Linked DNA regions of Mus musculus: regions 1 and 2 are each linked to region 3. Evidence: chromatin contacts called from public Hi-C data. All regions are on one chromosome and are shown on one strand. Each heading gives the region's core, a stretch centred on a gene start, on an enhancer-like site or on the middle of the called end of the contact. The rest is flanking DNA. Distances are from core to core; before and after follow the strand shown. Region 1 overlaps Vstm2l (V-set and transmembrane domain containing 2-like). Region 2 overlaps Ctnnbl1 (catenin, beta like 1). Region 3 has its middle 8.1 kb from the start of Gm25407.

Region 1 (4,643 bases), core at 1,559-4,058, 240 kb before region 3:
CCACCTGCCAGTCCATCCACTGTCTATCCACACATCTATTGTCCTTCTATCCATCCATCCATCCATCCATCCTGCCTACCTGCCTTCAGCAGCCCTCCTCTGAACTTTTGTCCTTGTTTCAAAAGTTGAGGATGCAGGGCCTGTCTTGGAGGTACTGTGGTGATGCAAAAGTCTTGGGACCCAGTTCTGTCATATCAACACACCCCCGTCCCTGGGTAGTGCCATTGGTTTTTGAAGGTGCAAAGACAAGAGACCTGCTGGCCATACTGGTTTGAGAGGTCCGTGTCAACCCATCCTCAGGTAATCCTCAGTGGAGGTGTGGCAGTTGGGATGACCCAAGGCATGCACGGTGGTGCCCCGGGGAGAAGCAGTTTGAAGTGATCCAGCCTTGGCCAAGCACTCCCACTGTTAGGTTTAGGAAGGTTCAACTATTGTGTAAGCTAGGGGGAGCTGTGAACCCTCCCTGCCCCTGATTTCCTCCTGTGTAATAGAGGGATGGAGACTATCCCAGGAGAATATGAGATCCCTTCATGGATAGCCTGGAGCACTGGCCTGGCAAAGGCCCCTGAGGTTCTCTTGCTCAATGAACAGCAGACACGGAGGAGGCGCTCAGAGCAGCAGCCTTAGATAAAGCACCCAGAAGGAACACACCCTGTCAGCCCAGTTCTGGAGAAGCTGAGGCAGGAGGATCAGGAGCTCAAGGGCATCCATGACTACACAAAGAGTGTGAGGCCATGCTGAGCTACGTGAGGGAGGCCGTGTTTCAAACACAAAACCACAAAATTCAAATATGAGGGGGCTGGGATAAAGCTCCCCGGGAGAGCACTTGCCTAGCATGTGCAAGGTACCCCATTCCCAGCACTGAAAAAAAGAGAAGTCAAGTCGATTGTTTTGTTTAAAGTGGCAATGGGGGAGCCAGCTCAGTGGGGGAAGGCGCTTGCCTCTCCCAGCCTGATGACCTAAGTTCAATTCCTGGGACCCACAAGGTGGAAGGAGAGGACTGCTATCCCTGAGATCTTCGGGTTGTTCTCTGGCCTCTGCACACCTCCCCCACCCTACCACCCAAAGACTGTAGTAAGAAATAAAGTGATGTACATATAGGTATTAAAACTAAAACAGCTGGGCGTGGTGGCGCACGCCTTTGATCCCAGCACTCGGGAGGCAGAGGCAGGCGGATTTCTGAGTTCGAGGCCAGCCTGGTCTACAAAGTGAGGTCCAGGACAGCCGGGGCTATACAGAGAAACCCTGTCTCGAAAAACCAAAAAAGGGGCTGGAGAGATGGCTCAGCGGTTAAGAGCACTGACTGTTCTTCCAAAGTCCTGAGTTCAAATCCCAGCAACCACATGGTGGATCACAACCATCCGTAATGATATCTGATGCCCTCTTCTGAGGTGTCTGAAGACAGCTATAGTGTACTTACATATAATAAATAAATAAATATTTAAAAAAAAAAAAAAAACTAAAACAAACCTACTAAGCTAGGGGTGATGGCACACTTCTATAATCCTAGTTCTTAGGAGACTGAAACAAGAAGACCACTGGGGCTATATGAGACTCTAGAGCCAAAACTGACGGCCGTGATGTTGTTGTTGTTGTTGATGATGATGATATTACCGTAAGAGTCACCACTGGGCCAGGCGTGGTGGAGCAGGCCTTTAATCCCAGCACTTGGGAGGCAGAGGCAGGCAGATTTCTGAGTTCGAGGCCAGCCTGATCCACAAAGTGAGTTCCAGGACAGCCAGGGCTATACAGAGAAACCCTGTCTCGAAAAAAACAAAACAAAACAAAACAAGAGTCACCACTGGGTTCCCTGGTAGGGTAGAGGATACTGAGGGCCAAGGTGGGAGTCCGCTATGGGGTGATGGATTTGCTGGGTGACAGCTACAAAGATGTTTATACACTTGCGCAAACATGCTTCACAGGTTCTTCTGTATGTGTGATTATCTCAGAATCTAGGACTAATTCGGGTTCAGTATTCACAGTGGGGGACGACAAAGGCTGCTTCTCTCGCCCCTTGAGACCCCTTCCCAAGGCCAGCAGCAACTCCTGCTCTCTGCAAAGCTGCCAGGCTCCTCTCAGCACCAGGTCACCTCTGCTCAGTGCTGTGACCTACAAAACCCTCCCTTCCTCCCCACAGCGGCTCAGCTCCCAGCCTCAGCAAGGCACTGCCCGGGTTGGTTTAAACCGCTTTATTGGAGTTGGCTGGTACTCACAGGTTGGGTCATATACACAGGGCCCGCTCACCCCTAGGCAAAGCCCTGGGCCTCCCACCTCCCCTCCATCACCGAGGGTGGCCAGAGGTTTGAGCCAGTTCCGGGGCGGGGTGGGCCCAATAGAAATATTTACAAACCACCAGGGTGGGTGTCCCCTGATCAGGAATAGGGATGGGATGGGCGGAGGGGGTCCCTTGGGTGGACTTCACAGGCCCGAGAAGGGGCTGGGCGTGGGGGGGGGTTGCCGGCAGAGGGGGGCTCGGGGAGAGCCTCGGGGGGCCCTGAGCGAGCCTGCTGGTGCTAACTCTGCCTGGCGGGGCAGCCTCCCGCGTGGGGCTGGTGGGGCTCCGCCTCCCTCGGGGTTCCGGAGCCGGTTCCAGGTAGAATGATGAGGAACAGGAGCGTTGGGCCCCGGCCCGGCTCCTCACCAGGGGGCTGGCCGCGAGGACGGGGTGCACGAGGCGGAGCCGGGAGGGGGATAAGCAAGCAAAGCACACGCGGGACTCCTCTGCCGCCGTCGCCGCAGGGCCGGGAGGACTGCATGCGGGGCGGGCGGGCTACAGGCTGCAGGCCTCGGGCAGAGAGCGCTTGCGCAGCTCCCGGCCCGGCTTGGGCGGCGGCGCCGGCGCGGCGGGGGGCGCATCAGGCAGCTGCAGCACCGAGTTCTCCCCGGGCTGCACCCGCAGGTATGCTTTGACCTTGTGATGCCGGGCCTTGCCGTCGCTGAAGTCGATCACGCGGCACTCGTAGGTGCCTTCGTCCGTGGGCTTCACCCGGGACAGCCGAAGCTTGTGGGAGATGTTGCTGCCCACCACCTTGACCACCTGGGGGCGACAGAGGCACCGTGAGAACCGGCCGGGGTCGCGAGCCAAGCCGCCAGGCTGTCCCCACCCCAGATACCGCCAGGGAGGGGACCCAAGGTCAGCATCCGAACTGTTGAATGGCAGACGGACAAACAGAAGCAACGCTAACTCCTATCCACGGAGAGTTGCGTGCAGCCAGTGGAATACCGCCCAGCATTGAAGAAGGGTGAGCCAGAACTGACAAGAGTTCCACAGACAAGCAGGGAACCAGACTCCTGGCAAAGCTCCCAGGCTGTGCTGCTGTTTTGAACAAACGGAAAAGCCCTGCGTAGGACAGAAGCCAGCAGCCTCACAGCAGAGCTTCGGTAGAGCTCAGGAAACTTGGGGGTTGGGAAGGCACGTGCCACAGTAAATGTGTGGTCAGAGGAAAATCTGCAGGAGTCCCCTCGCCTTCCACCATCTGGATCCTAAGGATCAAACTCATGTATTTGACTTCATGGCCAGCGCCCATTACCTGCTAAGCCATCTCACCAACCCTGTACTGGGCCTGGAAACTGGAAAGAAGGTCCAGAGCTTAAGCGCACAGGCTGCTCTTGCAGAGGACCGGGGTTCAATTCCCAGCACCCACATGGCTGCGCACAATTGTCTGTACCTTCAGTTCCAGGGGAGCCAATTTCCTCCTCTAGTACGGGCACCCGGCACATGTGTGGTGCGCAGATATATATATATATATATATATATATATATATATATATATATATATATATATTCAGGCAAACGCATAAAATAAAAACAAGTAAAATCTAAGAAAAAAAAGGGACACAGGCTGACAACCGAGTACTACATTTGGATTCTAGAGTTTAACTGTCCACTCCCTGGAGGTGGAGTGGGTGTTATCTTGTAAAGTTTTGGCTTTTTATTGATGTGATTATTTTAAAGCTAAAGTCTCCTATGTTGTCCAGGCTGGTCTCTAAGTCAGGACCCTGCCTTAGCCTCCAAAACGCTAGATTGTAGCACCACACCTGACCCTTGACCCAGTCTTTTTCATTTTATAGTTGGGAGCCCGCTCTCCTGGGTCAAGAACACCCAGCTCGGTAGACAACCTATTCCTGCTGTGCCTGTGGGTCCACCACCGCCATCCAATTTTAACCTTATTCCAGAACTCTCTTTGGAGGGGAGGGGGTAGGGGAGGGGGGTTTGCAAGTCTGACTTTCTTTCACACAATCAGCTGGCTCTGTTCATTGCTGTGTAGTATTCTATCGTATACTTGCCTACACAGTTTCCCGTTGGCTGGTATTCCGGTAGTTTCCAGATTGACACTCTCATGATTCAATCTGCTCTGAATATAACTCTGTTGGCAACTTTCTTTTCCATTACAAGAGAAGAGGCATTTGGAGTCGAATGCATCATTAGGGAGACTGGGCGGTGGGTATGGGGACTCTGATCTTTTTTTTTTTTTTTTTTTTGTAAATTTCTACATGTCTATAACTAAAAATAACAAAAGAAAATGTTAACTGGGAAGGACGCTGGGAGTGTAAGGACCCTTCTTAGAGCTGAAAGCCCAGTCATCATCTGGCAAGACTCACCCTTCCTGAGATCACAGTAGCGGGCTGCTAACCCCACCAGC
Region 2 (4,218 bases), core at 705-3,204, 170 kb before region 3:
CTATGGGGAGAAAGTACACGCAAACTCTACCAGTGAGGACTCCACTGGATTGGAGGACGGACGGACAAGCACGCAGGCCAGAGCCACTTGTGACAATAATTCTGACGAACAGCCTCTTAAGCCAGGGACTATCTGTGCTTAGGTTCCACTGCGCAAGATCAGTGCTCTTATACTCACTTTCGCCAGTAAGCAAAGCAGGGAGTTCAAGGGAGGCAGAGCCAGAACAGTGGCCAAGTCTCTCATCTGCATCCCGAGGCTGTGGTGCAGATGTGCTTAGTACCACGGCGAGGCTCTGGGCATCCTCAGGGATGGGTTTCTAAGAACTGAGGGAGACTACTACTGCAGCTGCTCTGTATGACAGGCACCACACACACACACACACACACACACACACACACACACACACACACACCTAATATCTGTCTACACACCCGAGCCCTGAAGGCTACTGAAGGGGCGGGCAGCCAGCTGCAGCAGAGGAGGGTGCGGAAGAGATGCTGCAGACATAACGGGCAAGTGTCCAGTGGGTGTTTCAGCCTTGGGTCTGAGATTCTTCTGCCTCGGTCTCCCAAGAGCTGAGATTATGGCTGTGCACTACCACACCTGGCTCTTGCAGATTTGAGAAAGTGAATCCAGAAGCAACAAGTGGCTTCTTCATGTAGTGATGGGCAAGGGATGTGGCAGGGCCTGGTTTAGGTTCACCTACAAGCGGATGGTATCACAACAACACTGGATTGACTGTGTGTGTGTGTGAGTGTGTGTGTGAGTGTTGGGAATGGTCTAAGCAAGTATGCACGTAGATACTCTCTGGGTAGGGTGAGGAAGACCCACAGGGCACACTCCTAGAGTAAGGAGCCTAGTTAGGTGGCTGCTGTGTGAAAGCAAAGGAAGTGATGAAGCCCGTGGCAGTGAGAAGGGCTGGGAGCCAATGCCGGTAGAGCTTGTCTGGTGGATGTGAGGCAGCAGATGGCTTCCAGGGTCTGACTGGTTACACTGGTGAATGGTCCTAGGGTGTTCCCACTCTGCGGACCCCATGGTTTGGGTTTGACTTAATGAGCCAGAGGAGCCTATAAGTGACATCCAGGTACACCGGACTGTGAGCCTACAGAGGTATGGGAGGGGGCACAGCCCTAACCCTTGCAAACCCGACAACAAGCCTGGGAGGTGGCGGAGAGGTGAGATGTTAGCTTCACTGAGTGAGCACTCAGTTTCAGAAAGGAAAAGCACTGTGCTCAGGGCCACGATGCTGTAAGGCAAGTGCAGGGGTGTGGATCCAGAACTCAGACCTACTGACTTCTTTTCCAGTAACTGATTGGAAATGACTGTCAGAGAAGCAGGAGGCACCAAAGGGGCCATGGCTGAAACAGTGGGTGTCCAAAGAGGGCAGTAGGAGACAGGAAAAGACACCCTCCCCACTAGCTTCTACTGGCAAACTCCCTGGCTGAGAAAGTCTGTGAGGTACTGGCTTAAAGATGGGCTGAGAGGAACTCTCAGCAGGATGCACTCTCTCTTTTTTAAAGCTTGCTTTGGAAGCTTCCAGCATAGTTAGTAGAACAGCAGAAACCAGATCTCCACCTGGCGCTCAGGGTCACGCACCCCACATGCTCATTCCACCCTTCACCCCCGTTCACCCATATCTTCAAGTGAGTTCTGGATGCTGAAGAAACAGCCAGTCTGCTTAAGATATCAAGTCCTGTGGATACTGTTTCATTACAGAGTCCATCTTTTTCTTTGCAGGATAAAGCCTAGAATGACTTAACTGTGGCAAAATTAGCATGCAATTTGTAAGTCATTACGGTGAGAAGTATGTGGTGAGAACACTTTATTGAATAAACCTGCTGAGTATAATTTTCCCAGGAACTAAGAAAGAAAAGCCTCTCTCTAAGGCTCTCCTCCCTCTTTCAGAAATCCCTGCCAGCACCTATCTAATTACGTCTTGCTTCTGAAGGCAGCTTCTGTACGCTGAACCCACAGGGATCCTGGTCTTTTCTGGGCTTCAGCCTGTTTGGGGAGCCCAGTGAAATCTGCTGAGACAAGCGCCCTGGATATTTACTGATCACGAGGGCTGCTGCTTGCTGGAAGAGTTGGAAACATTACACGGCCTTTAAAAGTTCAAATCTTGTTAACCAGGAGCCCCTGGGGTATGTCCAACTTCACTCTGGATCTCAAGGACACTGAGTACAGCCGGAACACACTGGGCACCAACCAGCCCAAGGCATGGACGGCGCTCTCTTCCAGTTATGTACTGCTGTAGTAATATACTATGAACTGAAAATGCTAAAATAATCTAGTGCTGGAGGAGTCCCATGCATGCTTCTAAGCATGTTTGTTTCCTTAGTGCAGACAGCTGCAGGACTGGGGATGTTGCTCCACAGGAGAGCATTTGCCCTGCATGTGTAAGGCCCTGGCTTCTATTCCTAACACTGCAAGCAACAAGACAAGACCCATCACCAACCAAACACTATGCTACTGCTGCAGTCACATTAGAATCTACTTGTGTGTACTTTCAAGTATTTTCAGTGAGAGGGGTTGTGTGGGGTTTTGTTGTTTTGTAAACTAAGCACTACCAGCAAAAATGAAAGTTCTGGAACAACGTGGAGGTAGGCAGATCCCTCCATCCTTAACACCCAGGGGGCAGACAACGAACTCCCTCAAGGAGCAGTGGTCCTTTCCTCAGGCTCAGGGTGAAAATCTTAAGAGGAGACCATGCTGGGGTGGTGATGGTGCACACCTTTAGTCCCAGTACTGGGGAGGCAGAGACAGGTGGATCTCTGAGTTTGAGGCCAGCCTGGCCTACAGAGTGAGTTCCAGGACAGTCAGGGCTACACAAAAAGAAACCCTGCCTCAGAAAAACCAAAACCAACCAACCACCACCACCAACAAAATGACAGGCACAGAGGAAGCAAACAAGCACACTGCCTACCAGCTATGAAGGGACGGGTTTTATGACTATTTCTCTGAGGTGGGCACATATTTAATGAGATCTGACCTTGTAGGAGGCACTAGCTCTAATACCCAAGGCAGGAAGACAGGGCTGGAGGTGTAGGGAAGGCAGAGAACCAACTGGGAGTTAACAGGGACCTCCCAGAGAAAAGGAAACAAAGGCTCTCTGCCTGTTCCTGGTGCTGGGTCAGGCGTTACTTGTTATACCACTACCTACCCAGTTTCTCCAAGCACAAAAATTCAAACACCTTAAAAACAAATGGGGAAAAATAGTCCGGGCCAGTGAGGCTATGTGTCCTGAGCAGAGAGTCAGGGAAAGGCCACCTCCCTGGTCCCCCCTCCTCTCCCAGGGTCTGGCAGTAGACTGAAAAACCCCATCCCTACTTGGTGTGCATGTGGAAGAGTCACAGAGTCACTGGGGTGGCTTGAGCTGCCCTCTGGGTCCCTGGCTCTCCCCAGCAGCACACACCACACTCAGGTTTCTAATTGGCACTTGGGCCTCTCGTCTTTGGCCAGTGCCTGGTCCAGCACTTGGCCCAGAACAGGAGTCTATCAACATTTGCCAAATGACTGGATTCTCTCCACTGAATCTTGGTCAAGTGCAAACCACATACAGAGAAATGGAGGTTTTCAGGGAAAGGTTAGGGTGAGAGACACTGAAAAGCCAATGTTTGACTCTGTTATCTAGAGTGGGTGTCCTTTCAGGCTTAGTGAAATACTAGACCCTCATTCCTAATCTGAGGGTCACTGCCATCCAAATGCCTTAGAAATAGTGCTTGCATCAGCACTGGCTGAGGAGTTCCCACTCGGTGTAGAACGTCTGTACTGGGAGCAGGGAGAGCAGCTGTCCATGACTTAGAGAGGACAACAGGAGGAAGGGGTGAAAGGGAGCTTGTGTTGCTCTGTGACACAACACCCATGAGGTGGCTTCATCTGCCAAGACAGCCCAAGTGCTGGCAGCAAATGCCTCTCACCAACATGCCCCTCCTGCCTTGGCTCTTGGAGCAGCACGAGGCTGCTGAGCACTAATGGCCTTGGAATGTTTGCCAGTGCCCAGCAAAACGGCCTTGGCACCAAGGAGACAGCTGTTTGTCAGCGAATGGCAGGGCCCGAGTTGGTGGCACACAGCAGCCTGCTGGAGGCTGGGGGTGGGGCTGCAGCCATCACTCTCCCTCACTGCAAACCAATTCCACACCCTCTTCAATGCAGATAATGGATCATCTTTGGGGAAGCACACCAAGGACCCTAACAGTGACGTGCAAGGTGCTCCCAACA
Region 3 (4,151 bases), core at 1,450-3,949:
GTCTCTGCGTCTTCTTCCCTTAAGCACATAGGGTTAAAGTGAGATCCAGCACCTACCACAGTGCTGTGCTTCCCCCGAGAGGTGCTAGGAGTTGGTGGACTGATGCCCAGACTTTCAGCCAGCTATTTAGGATTGAGCCCTGATTGCCCAAGGCAGTGTCTACTGGCTCCCCAGCCACTCACTTCCCAAATACCTTCCTTTACTAAGCCTTTGTTTCCAGTGCTGATTCTGGAATAGCCTGCCCAGAAACTGGCTGGGGCACCTCCCTATAACCTGCTACCCCCTTTCCTTAACTCTCCTCCTTGATCCCAAGTCCTCTGCCCGCTCTTTCAATGACTTCTACAGAAATGCCCCTCTGGCCACCCTCTCACCTCACCTGGCAGACAAGCTGGCAGGTCTTGACTTCCTTCCAACCTGGCTAGAGTTCCAAGAAATTTTAATGAAGAGCCTTGGCTGGGCACTGCAGGGCCCAGGTGCTTTGCAGCAGGGGAGGGCGGGTGAGGAGGGCAGCGGGCGAGAAAGGCCGCCTTTAACAAGAGTCTGCAGTGATTAAATCACCTGCTGTCTCCTCAACCCCTCCATTTGTTCCTAGATGCTGCCTCCAATCCATGACCGCCCCAGCAACCCTCCATTTCCTCCATCCCCTGCAACCTTATTCCCCACCCCCACTCCTCACACCACTCTACCACCCCTACCATCCCCCATCCCCATCCTGCTACCCTGCAGTTACCTTAGCAGCAGTGCTGACTGGGCCTTCCCAGAACTACAGGTCATTTAATTAGGAGATTAAGGTTGTGTTGATGTGTGGTGTTGTGTTGTGTTGTGTTGTGTTGTGTTTTGAGACAGGTCTTACAATGTAGCCCAGGCTGGCCTAGAGGCCACTTTATAAACCAGACTGGCCTCACATGTGTAGTAATCCTACCTCAGTATCCGTGCTGGGATTACAGGCTGTGCCACTCTGCCTGGCTGAGAATTATTTTCATAAAAATGTGTATTCACATCAGGGAGAAACAGGAGTAGAACCTGACTAGAAAGTCATATAATCAATATTCATCCTTCTCTCCATCCATCCATCTCTGGGAGTATTTTCATATCTAAGTCCTGGGACAAAGGCTGTGGCCCTCCCCACCAGGTCCTTACATTCCAGCAGTGACCAGATCAGACAGTGTGGAAGCAGGAACCACTGAAGGAATCACACCAGAGGAACTTCTTCAGTTAGAAGGTAATGGAGATTCTGAGAAGCAACTGGAGGTTCAGAGGAGTCCAAAGACCAGCTGCAGAAGGCTGCCCCCATGCTGTGCCTGAGAGACAGAGGAGAAGGCTGTGTGCTAGCTATCCAGGAGAGGGCTCCCAGTGGACTGTGGCGCTCCTGGGAGCCAGAGACCCAGAGGAGAGGCCACCCCGACAGAGAAACACCTAACATCCCCCTTGCTCCTACACAAGTAGGACATAGGACTTATGAAAAATGAGCGGCACTGGAGGGGGCTCAGGGATAGAGCAGAGTGTGGAAAACGTGACGGGGAGCTGTGGCTTTGCCAGGAGAATGCAGCAGCCAAGGGAGTTGGGTTTTGAGGCATGAACAGGAGCTCACTGAGCATCAAATTAGAGGAGTGTGGCCCAAGGAGCTGGCCTATTACACCGTGGCTCCCTACTATGCTCAGGGGATATGTCTCAAGAATCCCAGTGGATGCCCGAAGCCACAGGTTGTAGTTAGCTTCGTGCATACTGACACTCGGATATGGGTGACCAGCCATTAATATTCTGACTCAAGGCACACACTCTTTCTCCTCCCTGTAAGGCCTGTGTCCAAGTCTCAGCACATGCCGGTGTTGGGATAAGCTCCCAGCACCCCCTGAGGCCTGCCTCTGGCCCAACCTTACTCTTAGCCACCAGCAGAGCTGATGGTCCCTCTAGACCACCATGGGGGAGAGATTTTTGACCCGGTCATCGTACCTGAGTCTTCTGTACTTTGATAAGAACCCCCCCCCCCCACCAGCCCAGGTTTTAAGCTGACCCCGCCGGCCTTGAGCCTTTGGCAGGCAGCCGGCCAGCGGGAGGGCCCAGAGCTCAGGACCAAGAGACTCCAGTTTCCATTTTGCTCAGTCCAGATGCCTCCAGATCTAATTCCGAATAAATAATTATGCTGAGTAACCCGGGTCCCTTGGTGATTAAGTAAACAGGCCGAGGCGGGTGGAAATTGAATTAGTGCAGCGTGCTCAGCCATTATTACCCACCCCTTCTCATGCATATTAATGAGGGGTTATTAAGAAATGTAAATGCTGCCCCAGGGGGCGTGGAGATGGGGAAGGGAGGTCAGGGCCAGAGGACAGGCCCTTCCGAAAGCCGCGTGATCGAAGGCATTTTGAAAATTATGTCGGGAACGTTCGCTTCTGCACTATGGCAACATTTCCGGATGCCTCGCTTTTATTAAAATGAGGAAAGGGGAACAAATTTTAATTTGAGGATAAAATTAGCATTTTCCAAAAAGCCTTGGCAGCAGAGAGGACATATTTTGCCAGAAAATGGACATTCAGGGCCGGGCGGGGCAAGGTTGTGCGGCTGATGGACGATTAGTTCTCTCAGTTCATCTCCAGGCAAGGGAGTAAACAAATTAATCTCCGGGCAGGGAACAGGCCGGAAGATGCTGGAAACCTACGGGAGCCAGCAAAGTCTTCACTGGAAAGCCAGAGGTGTCACTGGGGCCTGGAATCCTCTCAGTGCTGGCCAGGAGAGGTCACACTCTGCTCTGAGGTCGCTCTGGAAGGCCGAGAGCTCTGGCTGAGTTTTGTAGCAAGATGGATGAAGGAGACGGCTTCTCCCCGACACACTGGGCAAGGGTGGAATCCAGGGATGCAACCTCTGCCCACCACTCTTCTCACCTGACCTCCAGGGTCCGCGGTATCTTCCCCCTCTGCTCCTAGCTTGTCCTCAGCACTCTGTTCCCATCTCTGCTACCAGATTCATCCCCACCCCCCACTCCAGCCAGGTCTCTTTTCACTGGGTAACCTGTCAGGAGTCACTAGTTCCCTTAGGCTGAAGTTGCATTCCTCTTGCCATTGGGGTGTCTCCAGGATCTGACCTCAGTTTAAACTCCTGCTGTTCCCTGCAGTTGCAATTGGATGGAGAGAGAGCACAAGCAGGCAAAAATAAATAAATAAATAAATAAATAAATAAATAAAGACAAAGAGGCAGGAAAAGGAAGGAAGAGCTGGAGAAAGAAGCAAATGTTAAGATTCACTAAGACTTTATGTAAGGCTGTGCTGGGATGGACAGCTGCCGACCATCATGGACCAGTTGCAGGACCAATTGTATCACTCCCTGAAGCATAGCTGTCTCGACATCACAGAGGACACAGCTCTCATCCGAGCACAGAACTTTTACTCTGGGTCACCATGGGCATCAAAGCTTGAACTCTGACCTACTACTGTGACTATGGGGCTAAGGATGACCTTGAATTTCCCATCATCCTGCCTCTTCTTCCTAAGACCCACATGGTCCTCAGATTTCCACATGCACACTGTGGCTCTTGAGCCAGACCCCCCCCCCCTCCCACGTAACTGCAATTTTAGAAACTTTTAAAAAGAAGGAGGAGGAGGAGGAGAAGGAGGAGGAGGAGGAGAAGGAGAAGGAGAAGAGGAAGAGGAAGAGGAAGAGGAAGAGGAAGAAGAAGAAGGAGGAGGAAGAGGAAGAAGAAGAAGAAGAAGAAGAAGAAGAAGAAGAAGAAGAAGAAGAAGAAGAAGAAGAAGAAGAAGAAGAAAGGGAGTTTAATCACTATGTGCTGCAAGTATCCAAGAAAAACAGGTAGAAGAAAAGAATGAAAGTTCTGGAATCAAGCCTCATCCATCTTGAGGAATATCTCTTCTGGCAGGGACTGGGGCTCAGCTGGTCACATGCTTGCCTAGTAGGCACAAGGCTCTGAGTTCCATTCCCAGCACTACCTAAACTGGGTGTGGTTGTGCACACCTGGGATCCCAACACAGTTAGAGGCATCGGGGATGAGACGTTCAAGGTCATCCATCCTTGGCTGCATAGTGAGTCAGGCCAGTCTAGGATATGTGAGACCTTGTCTCAAAATAAACAAGGAGGCAGAAGGAGGGAGAGAGGGAAGGGAGGGGAGAGGAAAAGAGAGGGAGGGAAGGAGAGAGGGAGTG

What was found. A called contact is a pair of places that touch in the nucleus more often than the background predicts.
Region 1: a contact with region 3 is called in a Hi-C map of the N1E-115 cell line, with 9 times the contacts expected there. The contact joins two enhancer-like sites. A contact is called at or near these places in 2 of 484 Hi-C or Micro-C datasets (the N1E-115 cell line and bone marrow-derived macrophages) and 7 of 115 datasets of contacts at active chromatin or transcription factors (the 230-238 cell line, craniofacial prominence, embryonic forebrain and 4 more).
Region 2: a contact with region 3 is called in a Hi-C map of forebrain, with 2.7 times the contacts expected there. The contact joins two enhancer-like sites. A contact is called at or near these places in 1 of 39 promoter capture datasets (neural stem cells), 2 of 484 Hi-C or Micro-C datasets (forebrain and nephron progenitors) and 1 of 115 datasets of contacts at active chromatin or transcription factors (neural progenitor cells).

Annotation. Positions count from the first base shown.
Region 1 is chr2:157,942,251-157,946,893 of GRCm38.p6, reverse strand. Vstm2l (V-set and transmembrane domain containing 2-like) reads right to left here. Exons shown (of 4, transcript NM_198627.2): 4 at 2,175-3,037. The coding sequence ends at 2,771. Among named protein-coding and RNA genes, the nearest start is that of Vstm2l, 30 kb to the right of the region's middle. Within about 2 kb of position 2,808, at least 95 of the 459 cell types and tissues checked have an H3K27ac peak or open chromatin away from gene starts, as enhancers often do. A contact at or near this core is called in the N1E-115 cell line, where this site is marked.
Region 2 is chr2:157,873,132-157,877,349 of GRCm38.p6, reverse strand. The region is part of intron 13 of Ctnnbl1 (catenin, beta like 1); the gene reads right to left. Among named protein-coding and RNA genes, the nearest start is that of Vstm2l, 39 kb to the left of the region's middle. Within about 2 kb of position 1,954, at least 13 of the 459 cell types and tissues checked have an H3K27ac peak or open chromatin away from gene starts, as enhancers often do. A contact at or near this core is called in forebrain, where this site is marked.
Region 3 is chr2:157,703,664-157,707,814 of GRCm38.p6, reverse strand. No RefSeq gene overlaps it. Among named protein-coding and RNA genes, the nearest start is that of Gm25407, 8.1 kb to the left of the region's middle. Within about 2 kb of position 2,699, at least 20 of the 459 cell types and tissues checked have an H3K27ac peak or open chromatin away from gene starts, as enhancers often do. A contact at or near this core is called in the N1E-115 cell line and forebrain, where this site is marked.